2 separate regions of the Sus scrofa genome follow, and region 2 is linked to region 1. A link is a contact called in public promoter capture Hi-C data. All regions are on one chromosome and are shown on one strand. Each heading gives the region's core, a stretch centred on a gene start, on an enhancer-like site or on the middle of the called end of the contact. The rest is flanking DNA. Distances are from core to core; before and after follow the strand shown. Region 1 holds the start of AKAP11 (A-kinase anchor protein 11). Region 2 holds the start of SUGT1 (protein SGT1 homolog).

Region 1 (5,279 bases), core at 1,749-4,248:
AAAATGCCCTTTTTAAGTAAGTTCATTCAAACGGCTTCTGTTCCTTGCAGGCAAATAACCTTTATGCCACGGAAAGAGGTCAAAGAAACACTGGTAAGCTCTGTGCTTCATGGTAACTTTGAGGTTTTTAACTCTTGTGACAGGGAGAAAGAAGGTCAGCAAAGTCAGTGAACGGATCTGCTGCTCTCCCAAACCCACTTTACACCGGACCTCATTTTCACTCAAAGTAACAGCCAGTCTGTCCTAAGCCACTGTGCCATGTATCTTATTTTTTCCCACCAAACATTCTCAGATTGACCCCAAACTGCTAACTCTTCTCTTGTTATCCTGTCCAGTCTCTAATCTGTACATTTCAAATGCCTTCATGCTAGTATATATTTCAAAATAAAATCGACTTTTACATATAAAGATGAGTAGCAGAATGAAGACCCTTGGATCTGTTTGGTCTGGTTTTTAAACTCATGAAGTATTTTTTCCTTCCTTTCCTTATTTTACCAGTAAACTCTTAACTCAAGCCCAGCTTAGATCTTTCTTGACCTGTTCCAGCCCTCATCTCCTCCAAGTGGGGTTGATTTTACTACTAAAATGCAGGCCACCTGACAAAGAACAAATCCAGCTTATCTAAATAATTATCCTACCCAAAACAAAATGACTTCAATTACTTTTCAAAGGCAAGATGAAACAAATATTTGCATCCTAAAAGCTTGAAACCCTTGCCAAAAGGTGAAAAAAAGACCAGCCAAAAAAATCTGTCTGCCAAGATGGAATAACAAGGAACTTTTAAAACCTATACAGGTCTCTTTTGTCCATTCCCAAGAAGACACTGCTGAAGTTTTTCCAGTTTCCCCAAGTACAGACAGAACTCCACTGCCTTTTTATAACTAGAAATTTCCCTAAGAATAACCTAAAATGTATCGTCTGATGTGGTTTGATTTACTTTTCCAACAGTTAAGTTCCTGGAATCTTTAAAAAACATTTTTATTTAAAAAAAGACAAAAAACAAAAACACCTTAAATGTATGATCCTTCTTCCAGCCTCAAAAGGCAAAGGAAGATTTCTTCAGCTTCAAGACTTATCCCAGGAGTTCAGAAGCGAGAGAATTTCTCACTGAGGTTCAGAGACTCCGGCAGGTCCCCTATTCTCAACAACTGGGAAATATCATTAGCCTAGAAGTAAACCACTAGGCCCTTATTAATAGTGCAGCTACGTGGGTACAAGACACGAATCACTGGTTACTAGTTCAGCTTGGGAATCCATGTTTGGACTGTCTTACATTCTCTGATCTCTCAAACTGCTGTTACAGCTACAACTCAAAGTGAAATTCACTATCTACACTTGGGTCAAGTCTGCCAGAAGGACCATAACAAAGTCTGAATAATCAGTACTACTTGAAAAACATAACGTGTGTTTGAAAAGATTCATTTCATGGCACTATTTTAACTGACACTGATTGTGCAAGGAACTGTGCTGCCATTTCTCGTAAATCATAAGATATTAAAATCATCTCTGCATGGCTGAGTACCCTATTCCTGTGTGCATTTTCTGACTATTCCCAGATATATCAAAAATAGTATCATTCAATATAACATCCCTAACAAGAAGCTAAGAAAAGCTTACAAGTTTTGCAAGGAACTGAGTAATTACAAAGCTGAAATGAGAACCAGAATTTTTAATTCCAGTCTGCACTAAGGCCATTAGATATGTGTTTCAGCAGTATTTCTCACCCTGAAATTTCCTTAGCATCTTAAGTTAAACCACCTCCAGTTTAATAAGGTTTTAGAGGAGAGGGTAAACAGGACTGTCACCATGTCACATCACGGAGATTTAGATTGTACTGCCATTGTCATTTTGCCAATGCTTTTAATTCTTTGGTCACATCCACATTTTTTTTTAATAAAGCAGGTTAGGTGCCTGGGATACAAGAATATACCAAATCCATTAGGAATATGGATGGCCAGTATTTAAGCCATCAAACAGCCAAGGAGAAAATTTGACAGCAAATCCAAGTATCAACACTCCAAGGAGCTGCTTGCGCTTTCCGCTCCCGTCACAAGATTTGGGTTGTGCCTGTTTCTAGGGCTCAAGGGTTCTGACAGTGAAGGATGCTGTTCGGGGACAAAGTGCAACGTCCTCCTCCTGCATATGCCCCCGTGCGCGCACCACGAACACAAACTAAGCACACGCACCAGCACGCACCGGCGGGACCCGGCTCTGCAGACCACCCTGGGGATAGAAACTGAGCTTGTCATTCAAGAGGGCTGAAGCTTCGCCGCCACACTCGGGCCCCAGGAAGACCCCCCCAACCTCGAGCCTGAGGACACCCCCCCCCCCGCCCCCGCCCCGGTGCCTATGGCTTCCTCCCTCCGCTTTGCTCTTCCCGCCCTCCTCCCACCACCCTGCGAAAGCGTAGCTCTGGGCAGCCCCCAAGTCAGACCAGGGACTGCGGGCAGCGGAGGAGCTGCAGAGCCCGAGTCGGGCCGCTCCATCCACAGCGGCCCCACACCCCGCCGCCACCCCAGCCAACGGCGCCGCTCACGTCGCGGGCGGATCCGCGCCCGGCTCACCTGGGGGCCGCAGCCTCCGCAGCTCACAGGCATGTCAGCGGCCCGCAACGACCAGCCGCGCGAGCTGCCGAGCAGGCGGGCGCCCCCTCCCGCAGCGGCCCCCAGCCCTCCCCCCTCCCGCCCCGCGGCCCGCCCCCGCCTGCCCACCCCCAGCTTCCGCCGCCGCCGCCGCAGCTCCAGCCCGCAACACCTCCTAGTCCTCACGCCTCCCACTCACTCTCGCGAGAGGGTGGCACACTTCTCGCGAGAAGAACTCCGCGACCGAGCCCGCGCAAAAGTGGGTGGGCTTTGAAAGAAGGAAAGAAGCAACAGGAAAAACCTTCCACGTGCTCCGGGGCAGCTAGCGGAACGGCCCCGCGAGTCACGTGACCGCGTCCAGCGGCCTCGCCATTGGTCAGAATCCGCTCGGCTAGGGGAGCTTTAAACTCGAGGCTGACCTACGAACCTGCGGCGGACGTCTTGCGCGCTTCCTGGCCCGTTACCTTGGCAACTGTTTAACCCTTTCCTCTGGCAAAATAGCCAAGTCTTGGCTTGCCCAGCAGTTTTGGTTTGAGGCTCTGATTCCTTTCCTTCGACCCCTGGGTCTTACCGCCTAGGGTCAGCTGGGCTCCTTCTTCTCCCCAGACTAGTTTTGCTTTCTTCTAATTCACGGGGTTCTTCTCATTCCGGCAGCCACCAGATCTGACGGCCCAAGAAAGGCGCATCTTTGGGTGGCTCCGCCCCTTCTCCCCAGCATCTCTAGGGAGGACCACTCACAGCACACCAGGCCTACAGCCCTTTCCTAACCTCAACAATTAGCATCAAGAGATTTCCGGGCCCTAGTGCTCACCCTGATGTCGTTACGTGATTTCAGAATCGGAGTGTAAAGCACTGGTCACAGAAAAACCAAGACCTAGATGAAAAGCTAGTATGTAAAATCACGGTAGAATCGGAAGGGCTAGTCCTCCGAAGTTGCAGTCTCCTCGAAGACATCTATTCCTCAAGGGTGGAAATACCTGAAAGATGAGAAAGACATTTTTAAGTGTATCCTCATGATGAGTTTTGCCCTGGTTGGGATAGACGGGCAGGGAAGAAAGGGTACAGTCATCTGTTCATTTCTTCATTTAACAAATTTTTGTTGAGAGCCTACATATATTGGGTATTATTCCAGGCACTCAGTTGAGCAGCCTCGAAGACAGATAAATTGAGGTTCTAGGGAGTTTATGGCGGGGAGGGGAGAGAAATAATCTGTTGGTTCCTCTATGCAGAGGAAACAGAGTGAATAACGTGCTGGCAATTGTTTTGACAAGGAGAGATATAAGCAGGGGTTTCATGACAGGCGTGCAAATATCAGAGGGAAGAGCATTCCAGGCAAAGGAAACTGCTAATTCAAAGGTCCTAAATTGGGTTTGAGGGGGGAGGTATGAGAAAGTAAGAGGAAATAAGCTCAGAGAAGTAAACAAGAATGGGTTACATCCTGGAGGGTTTTGTAACCAATAAAGGAATTAGGAGTTTATTCTGAGTGCGATGAAAAGTACTGGAGAGTTGTTTGTTTTGTTTGTTGTCTTTTTGTCTTTCTATGAAGAGTTTTAAATAGGGGTGAGATACTATGGTTTAAATTTTTTTTTTTTTAAGCTCTTCCCTGCAGAGAATGGATCTTAAGGAGACCACAGGGGAAGCAGGGAGTTTAGGAGACTTGTAATCTGTATAAGAGAGAATCTTGAAAATTTAATTTCCAGAGTTCCCGTTGTGGCTCAGCGGAAACAAATATGACTACGAACCATGAGGGTGAGGGTTCAATCCCTGGCCTCGCACAGTGGGTAAGGATCCAGCTGCAGCGGACATGGCTCGGATCTGGCGTTGCTGTGGCTGTGGTGTAGGCCAGTGGCTACAGCTCCGATTAGACCCCTAGCCTGGGAACCTCCATATGCCACAGGTGTGGCCCTAAAAAGACAAAAAAAGAAAAATTTAATTTCCAATGAACTTAATATTCCTATTCTTAAAATCCCTTAGCTTCGAGTCCTGGTTCTGTTTGCTGCCGTTTGTTAAAAACATCTTCATTTACTGCTGTTTAAGTATTATAGGAGAAATAAATGGGAAATTTTGTCACATGGGAGAATGAAGGACCCAAAGGGAAAGTCACCTTTGATATTGTTTTCCTCCCTTTACCACATCCAGATAACCACCTCTTCGGTCCAAAAGTCAGTTCTCAGAAAAACCAACATCAAATGATACTCAATGCAGATATTTATTCCTAATTTAAGTTTGGAAAAATAAGAGGTTGAGGGCTAAAAAAGGAAGATGTTTCACGAAAAGAAATAGAAATCGGAGACCTGCGTTCCAACTGAAGAACTCATTAGCTGATGACTCAACCAAATCAAGGTACCTTATCGTCCTTGAGTGTCAGCTTCCTCATACATAAAACAAGGCAATTGGACTAGCCTACATGCTGAGCAGTTAAGCCTGAATTACACTTTGGCATGCATACACCAGCAAGAGGGAAGCTGGAAAGGGAAATGAAATGAATTTTTATAAAAACCTAACAGAGTCAGCTGCACAAGCCAAACGAAATTGGAAGCATGTGTCACACACACACACACACACACACACACACACTCACACCCCACATGAGGAACTAGGCAGCCGATTAATGCAGATACAAGGAATGCCTCCCTGAGAAACCCTGGCCTTCTCAGAGTGTGAAAACGGAAGCATTGCCACCTGCTCAATCTCATA
Region 2 (5,279 bases), core at 1,264-3,763, 1.2 Mb after region 1:
GTGGCTCAGCAGTTAAAAAACCTGACTAGGATCCATGAAGATGCTGGTTTGATCCCTGGCCTCTCTCAGTGGGTAAAGGATCCAGCATTGGCCATGAGCTGTGGCGTAGGTCACAGACCTCGGATCCAATTTGCTGTGGCTGTGGTGTAGGCCAGCAGCTATAGCTCCAATTCAACCCCTGGCCTGGGAACTTTCATATGCTGCAGCCCTTAAAAAATAAATAAATAAATAAATAAATAAGAGAGACTGTTTTCCCTTAAAAAATAAATAAATAAATAAATAAGAGAGACTGTTTTCCCCAAAATGGCTGATCTTGATCTATAGATTCAATGCAAGCCCAATTAAAATCCCAGCAGGGTTGTTGTTGGGGTTTTTTGGAAAATTTGACGGGGTCATTGTAAAACATAAATAAATGGAAATGTGTTGTAAAACGTATAAAATAATGTAAATACAAAAGACTTTGACTAGCCAAGGCAATTTTGAAGGAAAAGTTACAGGGCTCCAAGACTATAGGAGTTCCTGGTGTGGCTTAGTGGGTTAAGAACCTGACATAGTATTCAAAAGGATGCAGGTTTGATCCCTGACCTCGCTCAGTGGGTTAAGGATTCAGCGTTGCCTTAAGTTGCTGCACAGGTGCAGCTCAGATCTGGTGTTGGTGTTGCCATTTCCATGGCGTTAAGCTGCAGCTCTTTTTTGAACTCTAGCCTGGGAACTTTCATATGCTACAGGTGCGGCCAAAAAAGCAAAAAAAAAAAAAAAAAGGCTCATAAAGTTAATCAATTAATGGTGTGGTACCAGTTTAGACCAAGGGAATGAGAACCTGGAAACAGACCCACATATGTGTGATCAACTACTTTATAACAAAAGTGCCATAATTATTTAGTGGGGGGAATGGCAAATAAATCTTTTCAGTATGTAGGGCTGGGATATCCATTTAGGGGGAAAAGGAACCTTAATCCCAACCTCATACATTTTATAAAAATTAATAGACCTGGACATGAAAAGTATGATAGTAAAGCATCTAGAAGAAAACACAGGTGACTCTGTTCATGGCTTTTGAGTAGGCAAAGCCTTATACTAGATGCAAAAAGAACTGATCACAAAAGGAAAGCTCAAGAGTTCTGGTGGTGGCTCAGCGGTAAGGATCCTGACTAGTATTAATGAGGATGCGAGTTTGATCCCTGGCCTCACTCAGTGGGTTAAGGATCCAGCATCTCGTGAACTGTGGTGTAGGTCGCAGATGCAGCTCAGATCTGGCATTGCTGCGGCTGTGGCATAGGCCGGCAGCTGCAGCTCTGATAACCCCTAGCCTGGAAATTTCCATATACCCTAAAAAGAAGCAAAACAAAAGGAAAGATCAGCAAACCCAGTTTTTTCTTAGTTATTTCTGCAATTCTTACCATCCCCTCCATCCCTATTGTTACAGACCTATTTATAAGAGTCACTTTGGCTTGTAATACAGCAGTTGTCTTCCAACTGTTCTTTTTTCTTTCTTTCCTTTTTTTTTTTCTTTTTAGGACTGCACCCTTGGCATATGGAAGTTCCCAGGCCAGGGGTCAAATCAATCGGAGCTATAGCAGCCAGCCTACACCACAGCTCACCGCAAAGCTGTTTCCTTATCTGAGTGAGGCCAGGGGCTGAATCAGTATCTTCATGGATCCTAGTTGGATCCGTTTCTGCTGCACCACAACAGGAACTCCCCAATGACTGTTCTTTTCCTTTATTCTTTGATAGCACAGATAATAAACATTTAAAATGTAAATTTCACTAGTACAGCCTTCTTTTGAGTAAAAATCTTATAATGGGTTAGGATCCTTCAGAGAAGCTCATCCCAACTTCTCAACGGACCACAACTAGTCCTTTATGACCTGGCACATAACCTACCTCCCTGCCCTCTCTGCTTCTAGCCTGAATTTTGGCTCTATCAATTTTAGAGTTCACATTATCACTTGCTAGCATTCATCCTATTCCGTCTGAATTGCTTTTTTCATTTCCTTCACTGATTCGTCTTTCCAAACTGAAGCTCGAGTACAAAGTGTTTGAGGATTCCATCCCTAGACCTTATGGGCGGCTAAAAGCCCCTTGTTACCACATCACTGACTACTGTCTTTCTTTCCTTTTAGCACTTAGAACTAAATTGACTTAAGTTTCTGGGGGGCATTACCACCACTGAATCCCAGGACTTAGTTTAGATTTTGGATGTAGTAGACACTCAACTTCAGTTATTCCTTCATCTCTACTGAGGAACCAACCATTCACTCCCACTCCCTCTTGCTCCCGGACTCCGGTCCGTGGAACCTGCTGGAAGTTTCGTCTATCTAAACTGCATGGGTCAAAAGTGGGAGGGGGCCTGTCCGACTAGGTGTAAAGTAACACCAAGACAACTTGAGGGTCCATTTCTCCTTTCAATGCCTTCGGATGGAGTACGTTTTTCTTCTTAGTCTGGGAAGCCAACGAGGAAGACAACCTTAGGTCTGCGGAGTCCTGGGGCCCATGGAACAGTCCACCCGCCCCGGAACCAAAAGGCTTCCTCTGCTCTACCCTCCGCAGAGGCAGAACGACTTCCGGAAAGTCCGCGGCCTTCAGGGTTCCCAGCGCCAAGATGCCGGCACCCACCAATGCGCCGCGCCATCCGGAACTCGCTCCCGGAAAAGAACACGTAGCGCGGGATGACGTCACGGGTCACAAAGGGCTCGGTTGCTTCCAAGAGCCATGATGAGCGCTGTAGGGAAAAACGGAGCTCGATGTGCTTTGTGTTATTAACAGACATATAAACTCCCCCAAAGTCCACACGTTCCCGAAGGAGAACAGTATGGTACAAAACTCCTTTCAAGCTAGCGCTCCGGAGGCTCCACGGGACTGTGGGCGCGCAGCGGGACGGAGGGCTAGCGTGAACCACCGCGGCCTCCGTAACCGAGGCTGCAGGGGGCGGAGCCTGCGGGGCTGGTCTCCGGCCAGGGGGCGGGCCGGGAGAGTCGGTCCTCCACGGTCCCAGCCCACCCCGCGCCCGCGCTTCGCCTCCCCTCCCCCCCCCCCCCCCCGCGGCACGCTGCGTGGCTGCTCGTTGGCTCCTTAGGACGGAAGCTCGGTTGGTGTTTCTCCAGAAGTTTCCCCCTTGGGCGGCGGCGGACTGGTAACCTCGGTAGGAGCGGCTCCAGCAGCGGTAACAGTGACCAGTAGGGATGGCGGCGGCTGCAGCGGGACCTGCAACGGCCCAAAGGTGCGTGTTTTACCTTTTCTTTGCTATTTATTAGTACCCAGCATCCTCTGTTTTCCTTGGTTAGTGCGCCCTGCTGAAGTCGTTGTTTTCCTGGCAGGTTTTTCCGGAGCTTCTCAGATGCTCTGATCGAAGAGGACCCCCAGGCGGCGTTAGAGGTGAGCGAGCTGGTCCAGCTTCCTTCACTTTGCTGTGGGCAACGGGGGGGCCGCGTTGGGTTCTGGCCCACCCCGCCTCTTCGCAGCACTGTTTTCCCGGGGCCGGGGCTGCTGCTTGTCTTGTGTCTCAGTCTTGATATTGAAAACCCCCGCCTCTTTTCTCTGTCCATCAGCGGCCCAGTCACTCCAGATCCCAGTTCTTGCTACCTCCCTCTCCTAGACGGTTCCTGCATCCTCGGAGCGTCTCAGTAAAACCTGCCTTCTTTCTTGGGAATGTGGTTGACTTTCATAGTTGGCCTGAAAGGGCCTGGTTTTTTTTGTTTGTTTTTAATGGCATTAGGGACAAAAAGGAAATTTTAGGCTTGATATTTGTTAACTCGGCTTTTCGCTTGACTAAGTCATCCTTGCCATTTTAATGTACCAGGCTCTGTGCTAAGTGCCTGTATGAACTCGCTACTGGAACAAAAACCTTTCCTGTGTGTGCCTGAAAATTTCCAGATGTCCTGTCACTGTTCATTATTCACTCATTTGCTTCTTCCTCAAAACAATTTCTTGGGGTTTTTGTTGTGTGCAAGGAACTGATTGCTGTGGGTTAAAGTCTTAGTTCGATGTTTAACTGACTTGGTGGGCATTCTGTGTGCAATGAAAGGCTATAAAGGTGTAAAGGAAAGCAAAAAACAAGAGTGAAGTCATGATTGAAACTAATAAAGGGAGCCCACATTAAGAATACGTGATGCAGTGGGTCCCAAAGTTTAGCCAGGTGTCTCTTGCTTGGAAGCTCAAGAGGGAACCTTGGTTCGCAGTTGTGATCCACCACATGGAAGGTGAGCAGTTTGAGGCAGGAAAACCTTTTCCTCACCGTGACTTCTAAAAGAAATCTGCCACATGGTTGGTTGAGGAGGTGACATCTGAGCTGAGGCCTGAGGGAGTGAGCTTGGAAGCTCTGGAGAAAGATGATTTCAGGCAGGAAGAGGAGCCGGTTTCAAGATCCTGAGGTAGGCGTGAAGTTGGCCTGCACAAGGAGCAGCAGGAAGGCCATTTAGTTGGAGGGGGATGAAAGAGAAGTAAGAGATGAGGTGGGGAGGAAATGAAGGCCTAGGTCCTGTGGGGCCTTTTAGGTTGGAGTATGTTTTTTGGGTCTGGATATGAAGACCTTCAGAGTGGCTGATGACTCTGTTGTGCTGTGATGTTTCCTAGTGATGCTTCTGGGATCCGTGTCAGAGTCAGGTTACTAGAGACACAGAACTTTGTCCACAATTCCTAATGTCGGCCGGATAGCTCTTCATGTTCTGAATCTACGTTTGGTATGGTCCTCTTAGGCGCCATGCCTCCTTTGGAAATCCAGTTTGTATAATAATAGCTCCTAAAGGATATGAATGTAGTGAGTTCGTTGTCCCCTTATATTTGATTTATTTTACTTTTAGAATTACTTATGGATGTGTGATAGGTAATACAGTTCTTAAATCTGCCACTCATGAGCTTGAAGTCTTACGTGTATATACTGCTCAGATCAAGGTACAGAATACTTAACATCCTCAAGCTTAATCTCCTATGTCCTCCTAGCCAGTTATTCCTCTACCCCACCAGATAACCCCTGTTCTGAATCTTATCACCACCAGTTAATTTTGCTTGTTCTTGAACTTAGAAATAGCATCATACACGAGGTACACAGTTGAGTGTAGGTATTGTCTTGCTTTAAGCATTAGGTAAGAGACATCCCCAGATTGTGTGAAGTGGTGGTTCTTTTTCATTGCTATGTAGTCTTGTGTATACATATAGCACAATTTATCTAGTCGGACAGTGGACATTTGGTTTATTTCCAGTTAGTGTGAATAAAACCACTGTGAATTTTCTTATACCTGTATTTTAGTAAACACACAGACTCCTTTTTGTGGGCGGGGTGC

What was found. Promoter capture Hi-C pulls out the DNA fragments that hold promoters and counts their contacts.
Region 2: a contact with region 1 is called in a promoter capture Hi-C map of liver, with 4 times the contacts expected there. The contact joins the promoter of SUGT1 here to the promoter of AKAP11 in region 1. A contact is called at or near these places in 1 of 5 promoter capture datasets (liver) and 1 of 2 datasets of contacts at active chromatin or transcription factors (skeletal muscle).

What each region holds. Positions count from the first base shown.
Region 1 is chr11:24,749,412-24,754,690 of Sscrofa11.1, forward strand. It overlaps AKAP11 (A-kinase anchor protein 11), which reads right to left and starts at 2,999. Exons shown (of 13, transcript XM_021065623.1): 1 at 2,782-2,999.
Region 2 is chr11:25,902,929-25,908,207 of Sscrofa11.1, forward strand. It overlaps SUGT1 (protein SGT1 homolog), which reads left to right and starts at 2,514. Exons shown (of 13, transcript XM_005668449.3): 1 at 2,514-3,220; 2 at 3,318-3,375. The coding sequence starts at 3,183.